Regions from separate parts of the Mus musculus genome. Here region 1 is linked to region 2. A link is a contact called in public Hi-C data. All regions are on one chromosome and are shown on one strand. Each heading gives the region's core, a stretch centred on a gene start, on an enhancer-like site or on the middle of the called end of the contact. The rest is flanking DNA. Distances are from core to core; before and after follow the strand shown. Region 1 overlaps Zcchc7 (zinc finger, CCHC domain containing 7). Region 2 overlaps Zcchc7 (zinc finger, CCHC domain containing 7).

What was found. A called contact is a pair of places that touch in the nucleus more often than the background predicts.
Region 1: a Hi-C map of pre-B cells shows a contact between it and region 2, with 5 times the contacts expected there. The contact joins two enhancer-like sites. A contact is called at or near these places in 2 of 15 datasets of contacts at CTCF or cohesin (large pre-B cells and pro-B cells), 34 of 484 Hi-C or Micro-C datasets (3T3-L1-derived adipocytes, the 63-12 cell line, the AML12 cell line and 23 more), 11 of 115 datasets of contacts at active chromatin or transcription factors (the 230-238 cell line, CD8 T cells, the HPC-7 cell line and 5 more) and 3 of 9 other capture datasets (adipose tissue, liver and pancreatic islet).

Annotation. Positions count from the first base shown.
Region 1 is chr4:44,901,042-44,907,752 of GRCm38.p6, forward strand. The region is part of intron 5 of Zcchc7 (zinc finger, CCHC domain containing 7); the gene reads left to right. Among named protein-coding and RNA genes, the nearest start is that of Gm12678, 39 kb to the right of the region's middle. Within about 2 kb of position 4,695, at least 73 of the 459 cell types and tissues checked have an H3K27ac peak or open chromatin away from gene starts, as enhancers often do. A contact at or near this core is called in pre-B cells, where this site is marked.
Region 2 is chr4:44,773,885-44,780,097 of GRCm38.p6, forward strand. The region is part of intron 2 of Zcchc7 (zinc finger, CCHC domain containing 7); the gene reads left to right. Among named protein-coding and RNA genes, the nearest start is that of Zcchc7, 20 kb to the left of the region's middle. Within about 2 kb of position 4,582, at least 5 of the 459 cell types and tissues checked have an H3K27ac peak or open chromatin away from gene starts, as enhancers often do. A contact at or near this core is called in pre-B cells, where this site is marked.

The DNA.
Region 1 (6,711 bases), core at 3,445-5,944, 130 kb after region 2:
AAAGTGAGTTCCAGGACAGCCAGGGCTATACAGAGAAACCCTGCCTCGGAAAAAAAAAAAAACCAAAAAAAAGTGGACTCAGTTCTGTGTAATATGTATATGTGCTCATTTATATATATTACTTTATCCTATTAAATAGGATAAAAGATTACATACCAGGTTATTAGCCTTGATTTTCCTCTGCACACTAAGAATAGAGACAGGCTGAGAAATGTAATTAGTTTCCCTCTACTTTTTATCATAATTCAGTTTTTTAAAAAAGAGAGAAAAGGATAATTATTTCTGAAAGACTTCAGTTTAAGCCAGACTTGATACCATAGCCTGTAATCCCAGCTACTCAGGAGGCTGAAGCAGAAGGATCACCAAGTTCAAGATCAGCCTGGTCAGCTTAATGAGAACATATTTCCTAGGAAAATACCCCAGTTAGGATTGCTGACATGGCTCAGTGGTAAGCCACTTACCCAGTCTATGTGGTGATGTTACTGTAGTTAGGTCAGAACTCATAGATGCATTTGTATATGTTGTTCTTTATTTCCTTTTTTATAGTGACTTGTATTTATGTTTTATTTATATATTCAAGGCATAATATGCCCTATTCTATTACTTACAAGTATTATATGTTATAAATTCTTTGTGAATAGTATAGTCAATAGCCACGTTTCAGTACTGTTGGATGGTTTTTAGCCATTCTAATAACTGCATAGTATCACTGTTTTTGTGGTTCTAATTTGTGTCTGGCCAGGGACTAACCCTGCTGAATATCCTTTCGTGTGCTCATTTTTATTCTTGTGTCGTTCCTGGTGATGTGTCTAGATTCCTTCCCATTTTTAACTGTGGTCCTTATTTTCTTATTATTTCAGATATTACTCAATATAGTGAGTGTTCTAACCCAAAAATACAATATATTTCTTACTACTTATTCTGTGCTTCTTTGCTTTATGTTTCAAGAATTTTGAAGATTACAGTATATGCATTTCTTCATATTTAGATTTACACATTTTTATTGGAATTGTACCAGTTTTTTTTACCAAATTGCTTTTCAGTCATTTATTGTTTATGTATAGAAAAATATTTTATTAAATATTTGCAGTAGTTCTCCAGTGTTACAACTATATTTAACTTATTTTTTTGGTTGCCTGGATTTTTTATATTTAAAATGAATGTTCAGTACTTGTAATAATGGTATGTGTCTGTGTGCATGCACACATGCGTACATATGTAGGCCCCAGAGATTGATGTCAAGTGTCTTCTTCAAACACTTTCCCCTTATTTTTTGAGACAGAGTCTCTGACTGAAGCTAGAGCTCCCTGGTCTGGATAGACTGGCCAGCTGGCAAGCAGCCACTTGCCTCCACTTCCCAACACTGGCCTTTGAAGGAGTGTAAGGCCACCACACCCTGCTCTTCACATGAGTACTGGGGATCCAGACTCACCGAGCACCTCCCCAATTCATATCATGATTCTTTTTAAGATGAGCTTTTAAATTACAATTGTGACAGCATCAAATAGCACAACTCTATACCCAAAGTTTATCTAATATACCCTGGATACTATGAGCATCTTGAGAGAAAAAGAAAAGGTAATTCCAAAGAAGAATTAATTCCATGTTACTTACATAACTAAAACTGAATGATAAAACATGATCATGATTAGAAGTAGCTTAATGTAGTTACCAAGGGAAATAACTTACATCATTAGGTGTTGGTCATTTGAGATGCTGCTTATATTTTTATATATGTAAATATAAAATAAGTGTCTGTCAGTGTCAGCACTCAGAAACTCACTGTTCATTGGGCATTATCAAAGTGCTCCTGACAGGATTAAAGAATACTGTCAACCTAAAGTTTTGTTATTGTTCAGGGATAGGAAGGTTAGTATATAAGAAAGGAAGCCTCTAGGCTAGTATGATGGCTTAACAAGTAAGGGTGTTTGCCACTAAGCCTTATTACTTGAGTTTAGTCCCCAGAATCTACATGATAGCAGGGAAAACCAATTCCAGCAAGTTGTCCTTTGACCTCCACATGCATGAACACTTAGAGATGCACACACACAAAATCAATGTAAAAGGTTGTTTTAAAAGAAATGGAGGCAATGGAGAGATGGGGCAGTGGGTAAGAGAGTTACTGCATGGCACAAGACCCAAATTCAATTCCCAGCACCCACATGGTGGCTCAAAAACGTCTATAACTGCAGCTACAGAAGGCATCAGGCACCAGCTATAAACAGCGCACAATGCATGTAATGTAAAAAAAGTTTAATTAAAAGAAAAGAAGGGGAGCTGGAGAGATGGTTCAGCGGTTAAGAGCTCCGACTGCACTTCCGAAGGTCCTGAGTTCAAATCCCAGCAATCACATGGTGGTTCACTACCATCTGAATGAGATCAGACGCCCTCTTCTGGAGTGTCTGAAGATAGCTACCGTGTACTTACATATAATAATAAATAAATCCTTTAAAAAAAAGAAAGAAAAGAACAGAACAGAAATGGAGGTTCTTGGCACATGTAATTGCAGCATCCAGGAAGCTAAGAGCAGGATTACGGCTTCAAGTCCAGGCTGGGCTACATAGGGATAACATTCCATTTACCTTCCAAATTTCTCTCCTTCAAGAGAGAGTTTCCTGGAAGGAAATCTCTGGTAACTGTTAAAAAGGAAATGCTGGAAAAAACGCTGTGCCCATTATTATTTAGACATTCTAGGAAAAAGAACTGACCTGAGCTTGAGTAAACAAGTCCCTTTGAGAATAGGGTGGATCATCAGTGGCCAAAATAGCTTAAAAATTTTGTAGTCAGAAGTTAACTCTAAATACAATCTGATCCAGTATCCTTTTCTATGATTGTAAACAACTAAAAACATTAAGTAGATCTCATCTGAATGTAAAACTAAATGGATAACTTAAGTGCTAATGGTTTTGGTCTCTCCTCAACTCCCATGACGAAGGGAGTCACAAGCAGCAATATCTAAATGAAATGTCGTTTGTTCTCTCCTTTTACATTTGTTTCTGGGAGTCTTTGCTTTCCTACCAAGCTCAACCACTCTCCGATGGAGTCTCAGCTACCTTATTGATGTCCGTTTGTCCATGACCATAGAGCTTTGATAGAGTATAGAGAGTGCCACTCTCATGTGACTGTAGTCATGACTAATAACAGTTGAGCCTTGCTATTTAGCAGGCTTTGTTCTAAAGAATTAATCTTCTCAGCTCTAACCATCACAGCAGCACATTGAGAGAGTTCTGGGAGCCCTGTTTCATAAATACAAAAGCCGAGACGCAGCAGTATGTAATTTGCCTAGGACAGTAAGTAGCAGGGCCAGGATTTGAACCCAGCCTTTTCTTTGGTTCTGCATATCTAATGTTAGCTGTTGTGCTCGCATGACTCATTGTCTTCTTTTTCTCCTATTGTTTGACGTTTCATTTTCCTTAGCTAAAAGCAGTGTCAGAGAATTAGCAGCTCTTTGTAAAATAAACAAACATATGTCAGTCATCTAGAATCAGAGTATCTCCAGACATTGTGATTCCTTATTAAAAAACTCTTTTTCTAAAGAAAATGTTACATAAGAGAACTGAGTGTGTGTGAGTATATTGAGGGTCTTTTGTGATCAATTTTAAATATTTTTCTGTAAAGTAGGACAATTGCATTTCCAATAAAACTGAAATATAATTTAACAAACTTTATGCCCTTATAACTACACTTAACTTAGGAGAATACAAAAAAAGAGAATATTTTCTGCAAAAAAAAAAAATAGCTTGTTAGTTTTCCTGATTATAGAGAATTTTGAGTATAAACACTGACTAAAATTTGACTTTAAATCAAAAGTTAGTTTTATGGAGTCTAGTTCATTTGGGAAGCAGCTTTGAGGTAGTGATCAGTGAATGGATTTTCATACTTATTGCTGAAAAATATATAGATTCTGTATACATTGCCACACTATAGGTGTTGAATATATGTCTAAACCTATTTGTGTTTATGTATTTATCTCCTTACCAAGAATAGCCATTTTTATGCAAAGTAGAAATATAGTAAACAATCTTAAAACATTTTGAATTTTAATTGTAGATTTCTGTAATGTTAGACCTTAGAGCTGTCTTTATGTAGAATTTTGGTTTAAGGTAAATGTTAGAATATTCTCTTAATTTTCTTCCCTCCTAAGATAAACTCCAGCTCACATAAATATATCGGGAGAACCCCATGCATACACGGTGGTTAGGCAAGTGTTTGGACAGTTGGATGACTTGAGAGTCTTTGTGAAGAGTCTGCTGACCAGGTTTCAGTGTAGGGCTGTCCCTTGCAATGGAAGGTGCTTAAAACAGCATCAGTGTGTGGGGAGACTCACACTCACAGTCATTCCAGAGATGGGATTATTTTTCTTGCCATCACTTCTCAGTCAACAGATTTTAAACAAAATTATTCTCTTTATTTTTTTTAATTTAAGTTATTCAGCATTGATAAGCATTGCTTGTTTTATTAAATCTTTTGTTTTGCTGCAGTGACTTAAGGGGCCAGCTCTTAACAGCAGAGGCTTTGACAAAGCACCAGAGGATTCTGTTAAAAAGTTGTGTTTCGTAATTGTAGTTGTCGTGTCAGAGCCTAACTGACTTGGAGCTGAAGGATTTTTGTGAGATGAGTAGCTGTGCCAGCAGGGACCCAAGTCTCCTGGGCTGGCCGCGCTCTCATTAAGATTTGCCGCTAGCAGTGGCGGTGGTGAGCATGTATGTGACGTGCATTCTGTTATTGTATGCTTGGCTTGTCAGCCTGCAGCTTCCTGACACTCACTTATGTCACTCTTTATTCAGAGAGGAAGAAGCTTTTGATAATTTGACAAGACAAGCTCTTAAACGATCTAGGTCATGGCCTTCACTGTCTGTGATTGTGAACATATTTCCTGAAAGCCCTGTCACTCATCACAGCTACATTTTCTCCCGGGGAGCCACAGGCCTGTCCTGGTCTCTTGTCAGCTCATACATTTTGGTTATTCATATACCAAATACAGTACTGGGGGTTTTTTTCTTCCCTTTTGCAAATGCTCGCATGTTAGTAAGGCTAATCCTTTCTCCTGTGCTGTGCTCCCAGCAGGGCTGCGTTCCAGGCTCCCTCAGTACAAGGCAGACAACTGGCCGAGGGGAGCTGAGGAGGAGGAAAGGCCGCTTAGCCTTGTTTTGTGTTTGTTCATTGTTGTGGAAATATGAGAACTGGTGGCAAGGGCCTTGTCTGTTGAGCACTTGAGTCTTGGTCTGCTGTCAGGGGCTGTTTAAGATTGAGTGTTTTATTTTCTTTGATGTACGCATTTGAGAATAGGGAAGTGGGAATTAAACAACAGATGCACTAAGCCGTTGTTCTCATAAAACAATAATTAGCACCTGATAAAATTCAATATGGTTCAAAATGCACAATATAAACTCTCAATTCATCTGGCATGGCAAAGTATGTTGATTCATCTTTGAATGTTATGAATAATAACACTCAGTTATTCATGTATGTTTATTATCCAAAGTACAATAGACAGGAAAACTAGTTGGGCAAAAGTTGGCAAGCAGTGAACCACATTGCCGAAACAGATGTACGAGTGCGCTGTGTGTGTTCTGGTGTTCATCTACCTAAATGCCAGGAAGGTGGGAGCCGTGGGCCAGGACTGCATGATGATGCTGTGTGTGTTTTCACTTCAGCTGACTACCCATTCAGTCTAAATGTTTTAATCAGACCAAGTTTTCACTTGCAGTAGTTAGCTTCTTTCTTTAGAAGTTTATTCTATCTAAATTTTCCATGCTTAGCCATTCTGCTTGCTGAGAATTTTTAAAATATCTCTGTGTACAATACTCAGGAGTGTTAAAAAGAAGTCACCAAAGTTTAGCATGTAGGAAAAATAGGATTTTAAATTTTGATTAATGATTGCGGTTACATTTTGTATTTAGAATTAACATGTATGCTCTCCAATGACCTCTGCTTTGAAGTCTTTTTTAATTGTAGTACTGTTATCTAATAAAAGAGAAGAAGTTTCATATCATCCACTCCCATATCAGTCATCATCTTCCTGTACAGGGCAATCAGATGATTGTTCAAAAACTAAGGAATTCTTTATTACTAAATTGCTACTACACCAGAAAAGGTCACATGGTAGAGTAGCATTCTGCCAGTCTATGACAACTCAGTGATTGTGATTTTTCAACCATATTATTCTGAGGATACTGTGGTAATCAAGAACTATCCATAACTAATGTATAAATAACTGCTTGCTATCTCTATAGTAATTGAACTCAAATTATATGTACATAGCAAAAGTTTTATGCCAGAAGGCAGGAAGTGAGTACTTGAAGATATATCGTACATTAAGTTTTGTATGTAAGTATGTTTGAGTGTGTCATCCTTAACCTGAGAACCAAAAAAGCTACTTTTAATTTTATAAAAGTATTTTTCTTTCAGTTAGCATTACTAGTAGAGAAATCATTGACTTAAGTAATGGGTTTTCCAGATACTACATATTTGATGAATATGCCGCTAGAACTGGGAGGAAGACCACTGGACATTTTAATTTACATGCTTTCCTATAGAAAATTGCACAGGCTAGTTAAGCCTAAAGTATATAATGTGTGCTTTTTCACCTGAGTTATATATCTTTGTTCTAACTACATATGTGGTATTTTCAGTAGAGATTTTGCTGTGCATAGTTACTGTTAAAACATTCTTCTTCTGTAAGGATGGTTAACTGATGAGCGAAACAGT
Region 2 (6,213 bases), core at 3,332-5,831:
CTCTAGAGAACTTTTCAACAGTCTCCATACTAATACTAATGAGGAATTCTAAAGACTAGGAAAGCTTGGTTATGCTGATAAACGTTTGCTAAAGTCATTCAAATAGTGCTTTTAAAAATGGGGAATTTAGGATTATGGAAGATAAATTTAACTGAAGAAAGGTGGTTTTTGAAGAGTTGTAGAACTACATTAACCCTGGAAGTTTGTCTGTACACTACACTAGCTGTTCTTATGTGTTAAATTGTCTGCTTTAAGCATAGGGATTTTTTTGCCAGTGACTTTTAGAGGCAATATTATTTTATACATTTAAGGAGAATCTTCATTGTCATTAAAATGTCTTTGTTACAATAAGAACTTGAAAGATTGTGTCAGTTCTATATAGGCAAGTATTTTGATCCTTCTTTTTATTTCTGCTCATTTGGTTTGCTTTAGACATGACACAGATTTTGTGGTGAATACTTACAATTTAAATATTGTTCGGTTTCAGTATTGCCTAATAATCATTTAACTTGATGCCAAATAGTTGAAGAACTTCATGATACCCAGTTTAAATGTTTCTGAAGAAATTCTTGGTAAAAATCCACCAGGTAGTAGCTTGTGAGGTATTTCTGAGTGTTTTTGTTGTTATTGTTCTATTTGTACTTAAAATTTTCTGTTTAAAATGTTTTCATTTGAAAAACCATTATTATTATTATCATTATTATTGGGTTTAACAAAATAAATGTAGTAGTCAAACCTCAAATCATCTCATTTTCAACAGTATTGGTTAGTTAAAAAACTGACTACAATATAGTTCTGTGTGAGTGAAGGAGCTGTGCTTGCTGTTGGATCGCGCAGCTACCTAACGCTAGGTTAGCAGGACCAGCAAAGAGACTTTATTTCATTAGATGTTTTTATTCCTTTGATTATTTAAACCTTGAAGATTATAGGTTTGTGTGCAACTTTTTAAAGCAATAGTAAGCAACGAGAATCCCTTTTCTTCCTTTAAGTATATTACACTCATGTGCGTATTTTAGCAAAAAAGGAAAAACTTAAATCTTCTTTTGAGTCTTGGTAGTTATTCTTAAAAATGGATTAAACCAATAAAGTTTGTTTAGGAATCTCAAAAAGATCTTCAGTAGGGTACCTGCGGCTCAGCAGTCTATCTGTGCAGATTCCCTGCCTATTGTGGCTGCTTGCTCATTTACATTTCCCATGGCTTTGGGTTGCAGACTTGGTTTTCTGCAAGAGTGCCCATGCTCATTTGCTCATATATTCTGAGTGACTTTTTTACTTTTTCTTTCTTCTTATTTTGTTGATTGCTAAGAGGACAGAGTTTTGTTTTTTGTTTTTGTTTTTTAAACACCGCCACACTTGTTCCTTTGTTATTTCTTTTCCTCAGTGCATATATTTCTATGTTGTTTTGTTTGGCATATTGTGAAGAATTATTGTTTGGTAGTTAGATCCATGGGGACTAGCAGAGAAAAAGTCATTTTGATCTTGGTTTTGTTTCCTTAATAACAGTAGCAATTTAATTCCCAAACTATTGAGAAGCTTAAAATATATGTTAGCTTTATGAAATTGATGGAAAGTTATTAGTCCTGTAAATTTCTGTTCTTGATCATTTTACTACTGTTAGAATGAAGATATTTTTTGTCGTGAGTCAAGTTTTAATAGTAAAAATACTAATTGTCAGTAAGGAGTATTGTAAAATTTTATTTTAAATATTATGTAATAAAAGCACACTCTTGAGATTAGTTATAATTGTATATATGATTTCATCTATATTGAAAATTTGTTGTCCATAACATATATAAGTAGACATTTGAATGTTCATATACTTGATTAGGAATATTGCATTTTTATCTTGAGATCTTTTTATAAATTTGTCTTTAAAAAAATAGATGATGCTATTTCTTCTCAGATGTGAGTAATTTTGTTTCATGAAATGACAGCTTGATGCTGCCAAATGCTAAGTCCTTGAAAAAATGTGCTGTGGCAGCTTAACAATCAGGCAATTTTGTTGTAAATAAAAAACAGGGAATCTGCATCTAACAGCTCTACAAAATAGTTTTCCCATATACAAAGGTTTTAAAAGTATATGTTTCTGTTTTATGAACATGACATAATACAGTATTGTGTATTACTCTAACATAAAATAAATAAATAAAAAATCCTTGGCCATTTAAAGGTTGTAATGCTGTGACGCCTCTCTGTTAACAGGCTGAAAAACCTTGTTGTTGGTAAATAGAAGGAAGGAGGGAGTCAGGGTTAACTTATCATTTTGGAATTTTTAATGTAATACATAATAGTAATTGGATATTTAGTAATTTTCTATATATGGGTACTCTAATAGTTGGAGAATGGCCATCCTGTATCTAATAACGGTGTTCTTTTTAAATTTTTGATAATTTTAGTGTCTTAGATTACAGAATTCATAATTACCAAGAAACATCATTTTTATGTTATTTTGCTTTTTTGGTTTATTCTCAATATTTTGATTTTACACTAATATTTTGATTTGTATGAAATGAGTTCTCAAGAAACTATTTCTTTTAAAAACAGTTTCAAAACAAGAAAATATATGCTGATATCTAACTAGTCGTTGACTGTTCTAAATAAAATACATTTGAACTTTTTGATCATATATTTATAATCTTTATTAGTTTATAAAATTATTCAGACTTCTGAATGGTATTTTTAAAAAAAATTTTACTTGACCTTTGATGTTTCAATCTAATAATTGCAAAATACAACAATTTGAGATAGTGCACCAAATCAGGGCATGTTCTATAATGTGAAAGTAACATAACTATAAAAGTGTACAGCTTTGAAAATATATTTTCATGGCAAGTGTAGGTCTGACTGTCTATGAGCATACTAGCACAGTATTGCAGAGCTAGGCTGGAAATGGACCAAGGACAGAAGCTGGGGGAGTGCTCAGTGCTGCTGAAACCTCCCAGGCAGTTGTCACACAACCTTTGTTTTTAAAGGTCATGATTGCCTGGTGCCTTTGCCAGTCTTTATTTGCAATTCTTGTTTTGTGGCGTTTCTTTTTTGTTCTCTCTCTCTCTTTTTGCTTTGGCACTGGGTGGAATGTTCTTTTAAAACTGAGTAGCTAAACTTGTACAGTAATATTAAGGTGTAACGGAAATACTTTCATGTATGCTTTGTTTTAGGCCAGAAAATGCTGTGACGGTAAGCTAATGAGAAGAGAATTAATTAATTAATGAGTGTTTTGAAAACTGATTAGCTTTGAAATTTTCTGTTCAGTTTCTGTTCTGAGTTAGAATTTAAATTGGAGCTGTTTACGAAATAAGTCACATTAATGTGTTTCTGTGTTCCAGTTGGGTGTTGGTATTTTTTGAAAAATGATATTTGGTGATATGAGAGAAAGTAGGAGATGAGCACAGAATAAAAGTTGGGGGAGGGGGCAAGGAATTGTCTGCTTCAAGTGACTCCAGCTGACAGACCAATAGAGAGTTTTAAGAGACGAAAGTGCTGAAACTCCATTTTAAAATACTAAAAGGGTTGAACATGCTTGACAAGGCTTGATAGTGAAAAGTGCTATAATGTTTCTCTGGCCTCTATTCTAAAGCAATATATGTTTTAAAACATTAACAAGAAGTACCGTGAAACTTAGTATTACTGCCCAATAAGTGATTGTATTTATTAAAGCTTATTAATATGAAAATCTAAAATTATAAGAGGTCTATATAAGAGTAGAGAAGGGGAATCACAAAAATTAATTTTTATATTTTGCTTTAGAAACTGCTTCTAATTCAGGTATGCCATAATACAACTTTCTTTCTTCAGGTTGTAAGGATATCACTTTTTAGTATTCAGAAATTTTTGAACTTTTAATTTTAAATATTGATATAAATTGGAGCCTTTTTTAAAAAACAGGTGCAGATATGAGAAAAAGATACAGGATACATGCTAGCAGTTGGCTTTTAAAGTTTTTAGTGATTACACTTTGAAATAGAAATACAGTCCTGGCATTTTTCAGGATACACATGCATAATTAGCAATATTAATACTGGGAGGAAGCATTGTGAAGAGTAGCAGATTGTATCCTTGATTATCCCATTGCTGGTGTTGCATTGGCTTCTTTGTTGGGGTGGGAGGTAAATTGTATTTCAGAAAAGGATGAAATAGAAAGCTGCTTTCAGGTAAATTTGTATCTTTGCTCTAAAATGTCTTTGAAGATTCATGTTGAGAAAGCTTGTGAAAATTCACAAAGCATATTTTCATTTAGTTGGCTGCTAAAAACTTGATTAATCTAGAAAAAAAAAGTGAAATTAATTTTTTTATAGTTTAATGTTTGTTCTTGAATATTGTTTAGTGTTTTTTTTTGTTAATTTGAGTTTATTCTGAATTTGGTTTTTAAAGTTCTATTTTTAATAATGTTATTTGGACAAATTCTCATAACTGTAATCATATTTCAGTCATCAAGATACTTTATGAGCCATATATAACTACGCTAGCATTCTTTTCTGGGCAGCCGTAAAGTAAGTGCTGCTTTATATTACAGTGTATGTGACCATTTCTAATTTGACCTGTTACTGTAAAGAAGGCTAACAAGTGTGTGTGACTAGCCCACCCCTTCTGGAGCAGTTGAAAACAGGCCTCAGAAGGCTCAAAGGAATTCTTTTAACTCCTAGCAGGGCCACGGGGTCAATGTCAGATTTAGTCATGCTGTTATTTTAGCCCAGTGGTCCAGAGAGATGACTGAAAAGTGAGTCTTTTATTTCTTTTTTTGTGTGGTTATTAACAGGATTAAATGTAAGCCATTGTGTACTTAGTACCAATTAGTTTCTCATCTGAGAGGTTCATTATGATTTTTTGTCAGCCTTGTTCTTGTAATATTTGTTTTATTGTTTGATTATTTAAAGGGATGGATGGACTAGAGAAGTCTTCCAGCAGTGCTTTGCTGTTCATCGAGAATTTTAATAAACACTTAACTTTCCAGAGATTTTTCTCTTGATTAAGAAATGACTATTACTAAAAACTGACAAGAAAGTGAGGAAGTTAAATAAGTGTTTAAAGTTTTCTTTTTTGATTTTTGTAGTTTTCAAAAAGGGCTAACTTTATCAATATTTCATGGTTTTGGAAGTCTACTTCATATTTGTATGCATATTTCTTAAGATTATGTTCATTTTTGTGAATATGTAATTTATCAGGAGAAATATATGCAAAGAAGCCCCAAAGTGTAAGTTTCTACATTTGAGCTTTTAAAGCAGAACATAAGAATTCTAGAATCAAGATAATTGCCAGGTATATAAGCAAACCTTAATTTAGAAGGAAAGAATCCGGAGTTGATTCTTTATGCCATTATAAATGAGTAAAAAGGAGAAAAGAAACATACCCAACGGTTTAGTTGCTTATTACATTAATGATTGCTTTTAAAACTGTGAGGTAAAAATTCTTAGTAGTGCTTCTTCACATAATTCCTCACTTAGCATGTTGAAATATTTTAGTAAAATTTTAGTCAAAATTGTTCTTACAAGTTGGATTAGTTAGTTATGGTCATTTCATCTAAAAGCAAGAAATATAACCAAATTAAAAGATAAGTTGTCTGCTAATTCGTGTGTGTGTGTATGTGTGTGTGTGTGTGTGTGTGTGTGTGTGTGTGTGTATATATATATACACACACACACACACACACACATATATATCTATCTTACATATATTAAATAAATGTATTTAGATAGAATATGAGCTTTGTACTTGAAGTGTAGAATACACATTTTCCTATGCATTCACTGTTAATGGATGAATGTGTTACACAGTTCAAATATTATGTTATAATTGCAGTTTAGGTAAATGTGATTTCTACTTTAACTGAATTGTTGAGTTTCTAAATCTCAGATTATTTGATCTATCGTATTAGATTGTACGATTCTGTTGAAGACCTTTGCTATAGGGCCTAACATTTTTGTTACTGAGATTACTGTAGCGTTGAATATGTAAGATTTTATGATTCAGATAGCTATGAAATATACTGCTTCTGAGGTATAGCTGCCCCACTTTGGCTAGCCCTTACAATTTAAGATTTGTGTATTTAACTTTTTGGGAAAGGCATTTCTACAAAAATCTACATATACTATTTTTCTTACCTTTCTCTTTAATTGTAATTGAAATATGCTTAGATTCTCCAGATGGAAGCTTTGAAAAAAATAAGAAAAGAGTGTATGGTAGCTGTATAAAGTAACCTGAAGATTTTCTCGCTAC